Linked DNA regions of Capsicum annuum: region 2 is linked to region 1. A link is a contact called in public Hi-C data. All regions are on one chromosome and are shown on one strand. Each heading gives the region's core, a stretch centred on a gene start, on an enhancer-like site or on the middle of the called end of the contact. The rest is flanking DNA. Distances are from core to core; before and after follow the strand shown. Region 1 overlaps FUL2 (agamous-like MADS-box protein AGL8 homolog). Region 2 holds the start of LOC107845303 (MADS-box protein CMB1-like).

Evidence for each region. A called contact is a pair of places that touch in the nucleus more often than the background predicts.
Region 2: a Hi-C map of placenta shows a contact between it and region 1, with 1.7 times the contacts expected there. The contact joins the promoter of LOC107845303 here to the enhancer-like site in region 1. A contact is called at or near these places in 2 of 5 Hi-C or Micro-C datasets (leaf and placenta).

What each region holds. Positions count from the first base shown.
Region 1 is chr3:251,880,759-251,886,732 of UCD10Xv1.1, reverse strand. FUL2 (agamous-like MADS-box protein AGL8 homolog) reads left to right here. Exons shown (of 8, transcript NM_001324623.1): 6 at 965-1,006; 7 at 1,091-1,209; 8 at 1,627-1,895. The coding sequence ends at 1,738. Among protein-coding and RNA genes, the nearest start is that of LOC107844796, 4.3 kb to the right of the region's middle. Within about 2 kb of position 3,397, at least 4 of the 5 cell types and tissues checked have an H3K27ac peak or open chromatin away from gene starts, as enhancers often do. A contact at or near this core is called in leaf, where this site is marked.
Region 2 is chr3:251,916,787-251,922,760 of UCD10Xv1.1, reverse strand. It overlaps LOC107845303 (MADS-box protein CMB1-like), which reads left to right and starts at 3,005. Exons shown (of 8, transcript NM_001324621.1): 1 at 3,005-3,245; 2 at 4,677-4,755. The coding sequence starts at 3,061.

The DNA.
Region 1 (5,974 bases), core at 2,148-4,647:
TGCCCAAGCCATCTCAACCTCACTTCCCGCATCTTGTCTTCTACCGAAGTCACTCCTACCTTCTCCCGAATAGTCTCGTTCCTAATCCTATCTCCTCTAGTAAGTCCATGCATCCAACACAACATCTTTATCTCTGCCACCTTCAACTTTTGGATGTGAGAGTTCTTTACTGGCCAACACTCATGCTCCATACAGCATGGCCGAATGAACTGCCACTCTATAGAATTTGTCTTTAAGCCAGAAGTCAATGGCATTCTCTATTCCTATCTATTCCAGTAGCAGCAAGCCATGGCGGGCGAGTTTGGCGTAAAATGGTGCTATCAATTCGGGCATACCAATTTTACTCTAGAACTCGACTCTATGGACTTAGTTAACATGCTCAACAACAGTGGGGTAACCAATATGAAGCTTAAACCGATGATAGACTCTATCAACAACATCAAAAACAAAGTCCAGATGCAAGTACGACACTATTATAGAGAAGGAAATCAAGCAGCAGACTTCTTAGCTAAAATGGCCTCCAACTCAAACCAAACTCTCATCACTCACTATTACAACATTCTTCCGAGACAAGCTAGAGGAGCTTTCTTGCTAGATAAATGGCAACTACCAAGCATTAGATGTAAATATGATAGAGCTAATTTCTTTGTAAGTTAGTTTCATGTTTGTTTCATCTCCTAGAAGGTACTAGTTGATTTTGTAAGCCTTCTAGTCTTTTGTGGGTGTTGGTTTCACCTAGGCTTAGTGTTGTATTGAGGTCACGTCTAGCCCCCCTCTGCTCTTTTTTGGCTAATACAACACAACCCGAATCTCTGGGTTAATTTAAAAAAATAAAAAAAAATAAAAAAATCTAGTGTTATAATCAAATACCCAATTTTTGTACTAGAAGAAGCAGGGAAATTTTTGTTACATGCATAATAGATCAAGTTGCTTCTAGCTGTAATTTCATTTTTGCATGGCACAGGACAAGGCATTGCAAGAACAAAACAACAATCTTTCAAAGCAGGTAGAAATTACTTAATTTTCTGTAAATTGTTTAGATATGTCACTCCACATTGCTTAAGAACTTTTAGAGGTCTTGGTTGAACAGATGAAGGAAAGGGAGAAACAGCTGGCCCAGCAGCATACTCCGTGGGAGCAACAGAACCATGACCATCTCAACTCATCTTCATTTGGTCTGCCACATCCCTTTAACAACAATCACCTAGGGTACTTTCTTTGTCCCCCAATTATTTTAACAGTGCTCTCCGTTATACTTTCATTTTATCCTCAGAGAGGTAGACCTAGATGCCCAGGTAACCTCAAGTATATATACATATGTATATGTGTGTGCCTGTACTGCGTGTATATTCTAAATATGAGGTATATATATTTTGATCAACACCTTCATTCAAAAAGGTCTGGTAGGTACATTGAATCGTATATATAAGGTGCACAAATGATTCTTTAGTGCGACTGAACAAAATCTTTTTGTAGCCACATACCAATCATGCCCCCACTAATATATATATGTTCATGTACAAAACAAGATTATATTCATGAACTAAAGATAATTCATGTAGCATAAAAGTCTTCTGTTGGAGAGATGACTGATTAGGCATTTGATTGGACGCGTAAAAATTGCAGGGAAGTATATCCAACTGCAGGAGACAATGGAGAAGTTGAAGGATCATCGCGGCAGCAACAACAAAACGCTGCTGTGATGCCGCCATGGATGCTTCGCCATCTCAACGGATAAAACTTATCAAGTATAAGCAAGGGGACAATACTAATATGCTATGTTTTGTTATCTACTAATTAGATAGAATATGTATATGTATGTTACGTATTAGACAAAACACAACTTTCATATCTAATTAATTGCGTATACATATGGCTGCTGTGTCGCTGTTAACAAATATAATTTCACTACTATATCATGCATCCTCATGACTTGTAATGTCTCTTTTTTAACAACTACTAGTAGTACTTTAGTATTTATTTCCTAAAGAAGAGCCTTGACATAGCTAGTAAAGTTGATCGCATGATTCAAAAACAACTTACAGAAATATAGGGTAAGCTTGTATATAATAGACTTGTAGTTTGGTGTGAGGTATAAGGGATAAATAGTCTCGTCATAAAATGAAAGACTATTATCTAATATTTGGTGTGAGGTATTAGTTAGTACCAACATTATTTATTACACCATTTATACTATAGTGATGGAAGGAAATAACTAATTCTGAAATAACTAATTCCAAAATTAATTAATTTTGGAATATCTCTTTTCCAACCAAATGACCCGTCTGGCCCTTCTCTCAGTCCCGCAAACTTCCTGCACCCAGCCTGATTGTTTATTAATTTCGGGCACGGCTCTCCTCCGTCCATTACCCTTTCAAAATTATAACAAGTGTCCTCATCTTAATCCGAAGGTTCAAATTTGTTGGATTAACTAAAGAAATTTAATCATGGTAAATATTTCTCTCACTCCAAATGATGATTTCTTTTCTTCTCTGCCATTAGATTGAAGTAAACATCTCTATTTTTTCACTTATTTAAAACTCAACAAAAATCAATCTCATCATTACCAGTATAAGTTTCTCCAAATTCATTTGCAACTATAGATACTGGGCTTTGTTTGTGATATTTACAATTGGGTCTTCAAAATATTTTACCTATAGTAATTGATAATTTTTCAATTGATGTCTTTACTATTTCTCTCACAATTTTTAATTGATATTTCCCAGAATGTATTACCCAATTGATGCTTTTACCTTCTCTTCTCAGGAACTTTAGTTTCAATTTATATGTGGAGTGGTATTTTATGATAGTTTTTTTCGTCACTCTTATGGAACGACTCGGATAATGAGTCCTGATTTCTCCCAAATTTGATTTTTCTTGAAATACCTCCTTCGTACCTCACTTTCATCCATGTTAAGTTGGATTTTCCAAGATCTATATAATCTTCTATATTTGTTTCGAGATACAACTGAGCCAAAGATAAGGAATGTGTGAAAATGGCAAAATTAAATATGATGAAGAAGAAAAGAATCTAAAGGCATTTTTTAACATGTAAAGAATGAAAAAAACAGTAATGGGGGAATGCCGAGAAATGGAAGAAAATTAGAGATGATTTTTTTTCACTGTAGCAAATGACTGCGAAGTTGATGAATATTCTGGAAAGATTTGTGATTTGGGAGAAAAGGAAGATTTTTTAAAGGTGAGAAGAGAAATGTTTACTGTAGTTAATCCCTTTTAGTTAATTAAATAAATTTGAATCCTTAGATTAATATGGGGACACTTGTCATGATTTTAAGGATGTAATGAATAAACTGAAGAGATTTAGCACTGGAGAGGAGCCAAGTCCATTACTTTCTATCGTTATAGTGACTCGAATGTGGCTTTCATTGTTTTATTTAAATAGTAATATGTGAATTAGGTTCTTATATGTATAGTACTGGTTATTAAATTTCGTTGCCTTCATGAGAGGTACATTTCCTGTCAGAATGCTTCTGTACTTTAATTTTAAATATATTTAGTTACGTGGCATCAAACAGTGAAGTAATAAAAATACTAATTTAGCAGATTCATGTCTATAATGTGTGCGTGCACGTCGATAGTTAGCATAGATTTAAAAAAGGCTTTAATTAATTCCTCAAAAAGACCACAGATGTTGGACAGGCGGTGGACGAACTTTTTTTCTTTTTTCTTTTTTGGGGCACCATATAATATATCAATGAGGAACATCAAACATGAGTTTAAAAATTAAGAATGTTATTTATTATCGAAGAGGAGGGCATGTACATAGATACTTTCTTCTTCACATGATAATTAACAAAATATAGAAGGCATGCTTTCTGTTATATAGCCCTTTCATTATGATAGAATAAAAAAAATTGGATCATTTTATCTATCGGTAGATATAGAATTGCTAGTTGTGACTCTAATAATTTAAGATTGGTTCTAAATAGTGTTTTAATTTTTATTTTTTTTTAAATTCTAGGCTCAGTGATGGGAGGAATATATTCTCAATTTAGCCATGAAGGGCGCAAGAAATTTTTCATGCTTCCAGAATATTTACCATTCGTAATATTGACTAATCCATTAAGGATTTTATCATAATGAAATTGACTCCTACATAGTATTTTGTCCAAAATGGTCCGTGGCCAGTCCAAATTAATCCACTTAAGACTTCTTGGATCTCCCCCTTTTTTCCTCCTATGAAATATTGACTTAATTACCTATGAAAATGGAATTTTTGTGACCAACAATTGATCATCACATCTTCGATGGGACAAAGACATTCTTACTCTATCATCAATGTAAATAACTGTTTGCTTCATCGAGTTATTCAAAAAAAAAAAATATATACATGTAAATCTCCTTAAAATATGACATCAAAATTTTTTAATATAGGGCATATTATGTGCAGTCATTTGCATATACAATAGTATTCCCACAAGTAGGGGTGTACATAGGTCAGGTTGGTTCGATTTTATTAAAAAATAAATAAATTAAACCAATCATTCGGTTTATTAAAACTATAAATCAAATCAAACCGATATAAAATTGATTTTTTCGGTTTAGGTTTAGTCGGTTTTTTCGGGTTTTTCGTTTTTTTTTTTTTTATAATCTTTAGTTTTTACAATTATATTGTGATCGAAAACTAGATCAAATATGTTTTCACTCACGTGCTAATGAAAACCCATAATTATGAAAAAAATAGAAGCGGAAAACTCTCTTGAAACTAAAAAGTGAGATGAAGAGTGAAAAGTTTAGGTTTTAAGTTTATATTAAATTTTTGATTATTTAATTAGCAATTAATGAACAAATAGTACAACTTAAAAACCCAAATCTAAATACATATCTACTTCTACTTTCAAATTATTGAAAATTACTAAAACTAGTTGAAAAAGTATTTAAAAAGTAGATTATAATTAATATTTTATGTATAAAAAAAGTTTGAATATATATATATATATATATATATATATATTATGTCGATTTGATTCGGGTTCGGTTTAACTTTTTTTTGTTAAAACCAAACCAATCCAAGAATGGTCAATTTTTTTTTCTAACTCCAAACCAATCAAACTAAACCATAAGTCGATTTTTTTTCTCGATTTAATTTGGTTTGTCGGTTTGATTTGACTTAACGATTTGGTCTGTAAACCCCTACCCACAAGCTATTCTCTTTCATTATATTGCATCTCAACTTTGAATATCATATCATAACATTACCCAACCAAATTGAGAATCTAATTTTATAATTTTCTAAAAGGTGGTTGGGTGGGTGGTTGGGAGTTGGGGCATTTAGGTATTGGACACAAACAAGACAGTGAGAAATGCATGCAAGTCCTGATTGAAACATTAGATGATGGAATTTTGCCAAATTGCAAGAACCAAATTTCCTAATCCAAACAAAAAATACAATCAATGTAGGCTTATGTGGTCGGACAGACTAGAGATTTAAAGGTTGACATTATTGGAACTAAGACTACAATTTCTTGGAAAATAGAATGAACACTATTTAATATACTACAGCTTGCAAATAAAGTTGACTTTCCTCTTCCTCCTTTTTTTTTTTTTTGGTTTATAAATCCAACAGACTGATTATACGTGGGGCTCTACCAAATTTCCATCCATACACTACTAAAAGTACAATTAACGACCATAAATTTTATAGCTAAACAACAAAATTTCCCATTAATTTTATTTGATGATAGATTAACGAAGAATTATCAATGAATTATGTTAGTTATGAGTAATTTATCGATGGATTAGAGACGAGATTTGTTGGACAATCCAATACATTATGCTCAGAATTCAGATAAGGGTCAAATCACAAGGGTACCTTGTATGCAGTGGTACCTTGTATTTCTGCAAAAAATTATTTCTACAACTTGAATGTGACTTCCGAATCACATGATAACAACTTTATTCGTGACAAACGTCGTATCTAATTTCAATCTAATCTCTTTTTTATTTAGTGATT
Region 2 (5,974 bases), core at 1,756-4,255, 36 kb before region 1:
TGCAGAACAAGAGGTAGCTAGAATAATTAATGATGAATAATTAAACCATGCATAACTAACATAACTATATAATTAATAACATAAATTTCATCGTAACTAGTCTAGATACAAGGGCGGACCCACGTTGTATATATATTAATTTTGAACCACCTGAAAATAAGGTTGTTGAATAACCCAGTGATTCTATGTCAGCTTTTTGAATCGCTCCTTCAGCCCTCGACTAAAAAAAAAGGACACATATAATTTTATTTTTTCAAACCCCTTGAAATAAATTTTTGAATCTGCCACTGTGACTAGATATTACTAATACTTGCATGACTCAGTATAACAGGTTGGGAAATGGAAATAGTAGCTAGGGAGAAAGAACCAATGAAGCTTCAACACGTAGGACAGAAAAAGGTAACTCTTTTAAGGTTGTTGTTCATGTCCAATAGGTATTACGATGCTATGGCCTGTGAAACATTAGTCTATCTACACAAAAAGCTAAATATCTGTAAAGTACTTTTTTTGAAAATAATAAAAATAAAAATAACAAAAATCGACCAGTACAATACAGTCTGCACTAGCTACCCCTCTGCTATAACTAAGAGTTAAATCTAGTACTAGTAACTAAGTAGGGTGCACCCCCTCCCCCACCACCACTCAAATGCCTATACTTGTACTGCATTCACATACCAAAAACAAATGAAGCAATATGCATTGATGGGATAAACTTTCATTTAACACTATCATATTGTATAGTATTATTTTAAAGAATAAAAGTATATTATATACCTAAATAGAGTGAGTGTTATACACATTTAAGGGCATGAAGGACGAATTGACGCTAATGTACATTTTTTAGGTGTGATTCATAGGATGCTGATGACTTGGTTGGTTTTAGAATAGCAAAAAGATCATGCGTTATTCAAGAAAGTCATTTATACACCTGTTTTAACAGATGATCTAATATTTCTCAATTTTCATTTGAAGTGAAATTAATTTCAACATCTTTAAAATACTACAACCAATTTTAGCTTAGACGATATGTATACCAAATTTTCTTTATTCAAAGATAAATTTTAGAAAATTAATCAGTTGGGTATTAAAATATATTACGGATCTTAGAGGGGGCATGTGATTTGGGATCACAAAGGATATAGAGAAGAAGAGGAGAAAATATAAAAAAGAATGAGAAGATCTATGAGAATTAAGAAGAGAAATGAAAGGTAGAAAGAAGGAAAAGAGAAACGATAGGGAAGAGCACAAAGAAAAAGAAGAAGAGGAAAAAGAAATAAAACAATAAAGAAAGAAAGAAAAAAAGGGAGAAAGACCAAAAAAATGTCTTTAAAATATGCGAAATTCACCATATTAGTCTTAGTTAAAGATTTGGCTTAATTAATTGGTTAAAACTTAAACGAACTCGATGTGGTGTATACATCAATCCAATAAATGCATGTTATGTGTTTGAATTTAGAATTTATATTACTTAACCATGATTAATTAACATGTATTTTACTTAATTTAATTACTTAATCATGACAAAAAAATAATAGTTTGATGTATACGCCGAATGCGTGTAAGTCTTCACCTAATTATGCCCCTATCGTTTATTTCATTGAGCAAAAAATGCCTTTAATTCACAGATAACTAACTAAGAACATATTTGAACCTCTACACATAGTATTGAGGCATATTTGGTCCAATTTAATTTCTAACTACAATAATTAAATAATGTGTAAAAGTGTATTACTGTATTTATAAAGCAACTTGATCGAATTGTGAGGAATTTCTCACCAATTTAAGTTATCACATAAAGCAAGTTCTAAGTCATATTTAAGCATTTTAATATAGAAATTCTCGATAAAAATGCAACAACCATGACGTCAGAAAGTAAGAAAATTCATCACATTTCTTCAAACCATAGAGTATATATTTATTCTATCTAATCACCAAATGTCATAAAACTCATCAAATTACAAATAGAGTTACGTTGCATCAAAATAACATAACTAAACCCACAAATTACTTCAAATCAAAATCAGTCTCCTAATGTCATTGGATTCCATCAATTCTGAATGTGTAAAAAGTTTGTTTTTTAAATTAAGGATGATTACACATATAAAGTATTTGTCCGGCAGATTTTAGTTAAGAAGAATGTCATTTAAATATAAGTTTTGTTTTTTATGCTTGTTTTTCGAACAAAGTAGGGACAAAAATAAGTTGCTTAACCACCCATCCTTCTGTTAATCCCTAATTTTGCAGGTCGATGAAATGTTATGACATTAAGTGGTTAGAATATAAGGATGTTTGTGGTTTGAATCAGTGTAATGAATTTTCTTGTTTCATGACATTATGGTTATTGTATACATACTTAAACATGTTCTATTTACAGAAAAAATGTTTACAAGAAACTTCATAATTATAATCTCACAAGTGGAGTCTGGAGAGGGAAGAACACAGTCAAATTAAATCTTACCCATATTATTTCCGAATGACCCTCAACTCAAAACAAAAGTTTTTGAAGTAAGGTTGCAAGCAAATATTACAACAAGATAGATAAAATTGCATAATTTTAATTAGGAACTATATTGGATCAAATATGCTCTTATAATATACGTATAGGTCTAAACATACCATTAGTTAATTAGTTGATAGCATCCAATTAATCAATAACACGTATACATTTTAATCAATTTTTAACCTTTTCGTTTGCTTTTCACGGTATGTAAAATTACACGTATACATTTTATTAAGTCGCCCGTAAAATTGAAGTGTGCAAATAATTTTTCTGAACAATTACATAATGCAACTTGTTTTTTTTTTTTAAAATTAACTTTTTGGTTTTTAGTGGGAGTAGGGCTGTGGGTAAGGGGGGTGTAAATGGAAAGGTACCAATAGAGGAAGCCCCAGGGTTTCCATATTTTCAACTCACTCTCTTTCTTTCATTTCATTTAATTTGTACCCTCTTGTAACTATTATCCAAAAGTAGTTCAACTTGCATCCTCTCCAAGTGTTAGAAGAATAACCCCTTTTTATATATCCATCCTCTCTGCAAAAATTGAACAAACATAGACAATAATGGGAAGAGGAAGAGTTGAGTTGAAGAGAATAGAAAACAAAATAAACAGACAAGTCACTTTTGCTAAGAGAAGAAATGGACTTCTTAAGAAAGCTTATGAACTTTCTGTTCTTTGTGATGCTGAAGTTGCTCTTATCATTTTCTCAAATCGTGGTAAACTCTATGAATTCTGCAGCACTTCAAGGTAATTTATTTTATTTAATATAATTATACTATGTATGTGTTTACAATTTTAATGGTTTTTTTTACCTAGGTCCTTCTTTACCAAAAACCCTTAATTATCTACTAAGTACTCTCATTTTATTCTTACTTTCATTAAATTTGGTTATCAAACTTGTGTGATTTCTCTCTCACTTCAATTTTAATGCAAGATCTGAGTTGTCTTAATATGTACGTACTGTTTTTTTACTATACACATATATGATCAATTCTCCCTCTTTCTTTCTTTATATATTCTACTCTTGATTTTGGAAGATCTACTTATTTATGTTTGTTTTTCGAACTTTTGTATATGAAAAGACTGATGTTTTTTTTTTTTTTCAAAAAAAGAATGTATAATTTGCTAAGAACAGACAGTTCTTGATTTTTTCTAAAATTTCTTCACCATATCTATTGTTGTTTTTTGATCTGTAGGTAGACTTTTTATGAGCTCTATAACATTAAATTCGTTTATCTTTTGAATGAGACTATTTAAGGTTGATTTCTAAGATGATTACTGAATTACTAAGTGTTATTTCAGAAAGTACCACATTCTTTCTCAATTTCAATTTTTTTTCTTCTGGAAAATAAATTTTTTGAGATAGCGAGTATCAGTTAAGTGACTATCTGAGAAATCAACTCAAAATTTCGAGCAGTGAAATAGCTTGCAAAGGATTTTACTGCCAAAATTATGGAAACCTAATTACCAATTTTACTATTTACAATTTTTTACTGTTAAGATTTGATTTGCAGACCAGGTGTCATATTTGACAGTGGCAAAAATACTGCTACTTTTTTCCTTTGATTCCCAAGGCGGATGAGCAAAGGCTGCTTATGTTGGTTTCCAATCTATCTTTTTGTAATCATAATTTAATACTAGTGTTTACTAATCTAAAAATGTACTTAGTACTTATTTATTTACAATTCGATGGAGTATATCCACCAGATCATGGCAAAAATTTGTGACCCGGAGTCCATATATATTCGTACTTTACTGATGGTACCGACCACAACATAACAATATATTTAGTATAATTTCATAAGTGAGTCAACAGACGGTGTGATGTTGTATATGCAATCTTGCTCCTACTAGCTTTGTAATGTTAGGGAGATTTGTTTCCACTAGATTTTTGGCTAGAGTATGGTATGTTAAATGTACTTTAATAAACAAATATACATTTTCACTTAGATATGTTTAATTATATTTTGTACGGCAATAATTAATCTAAATAACATGAGTTAATCCAGACCCTTATGTGCCTTCATTATCTAGCCTCAAAATCAATTTTTTCCAAGTGGATCGTACCTTCATAATAATGACAACTTTTGGTGCATCAGCCTTGCACTGCAAAATGTTCTTAAAAAAATTGTTATAGAGTCACATGAAATAACTAAATGTTTCATTTTATTGTTGCAGCATGGTGAAAACAATTGAAAAGTATCAGCGTTGCAGCTATGCTACTTTGGAAGCTAACCAATCAGCTACTGATACTCAGGTTCTCCTTGCATTTCAATTTGTTTATTTTACTTCTTTTTGAACCGTTTTAAGATGATACATTTTCTTTTTTGGCAGCTCTTTAAGTATAACATTCAATATAACATGCTAGAAGCACCAAGACTAATGGATGTTTTGCATATACATTCTACGCATCTTTAGTTTAAGACCACAGTTCCACAAGGTTGTAAAGACTTTTTTATTTTCTTAAACTTCGTTCTTAATTAAACTAGACAAACAAATTAAAATGGATGAGTAATTAAGTATTTATGTACTTTTTTGTCTATTCATCTAAGCCTTGATAATATTATTTTGTCAGTCAGTGGCATACTTTTTTTGAAATTTATAAAAAAATAGTAGTATTTGATTAGTTGAAATGGCATTTAGAAATTAGAATTGTTCTTAAACATGAATATAAATTGAAGTTATTTTCACTAATTTTTTTCCAGACCAACGACATAAATTCAAGATCTTTTATTAAGGAGAGTGGATACAATGAATCCAAAAGAATTCAATTAAGCCGAGAGGATTCTATGAACTCAAGATGTTTAATTAAGACAAATAAATCCTTTTTACCACACTACAACTCTTGTTGGTTATTGAAGATGTCTTGTTCTTGATGTCACCACTAGTCTTTTTCACATTTTCCACCATATTTGTGAAACACATTTCCCTAGACATATGGAGTATTTAGAAACTGCGATGCATGTTATTTTTGATACACCAGATCAAATAATGTACAAGAAATAATTTTAGCATAACTAAAACTTACATTACTAATACATATCAGCATACTAATATATCTTATTTTGTACTATTTTTATACATCCGACCCAACAAGCCCTTTATATACGTACAATTGAATATCATCCCTTAATTTCGAGCCAACGTCCGTGCACCTCGACTAAGTTCACTTGATACCGGCAACCTCATATCTTAAAATTTATCAGATAACTTTGTCCGCTAAAGCTAGGACAGATTGAAAGAATCACCTGTTATTTTTTTTCAATCTGCTGGAAATTGTATCCTGTGTGATTGATGAGATAGGAATACTGATTTTTTTATTGCTGTGGTTGTTGTTGTTATTAATATTGTTGCTGCCATTCTTGTTATTGTATATGTTGTAATTAATTAATGGCTAAAGTCAAAAGCAGTCTTCTTAATTTGCCCACATCTTTACTTTCGATACCTTAACAGTCCACTAAAACGTCATTATTTTG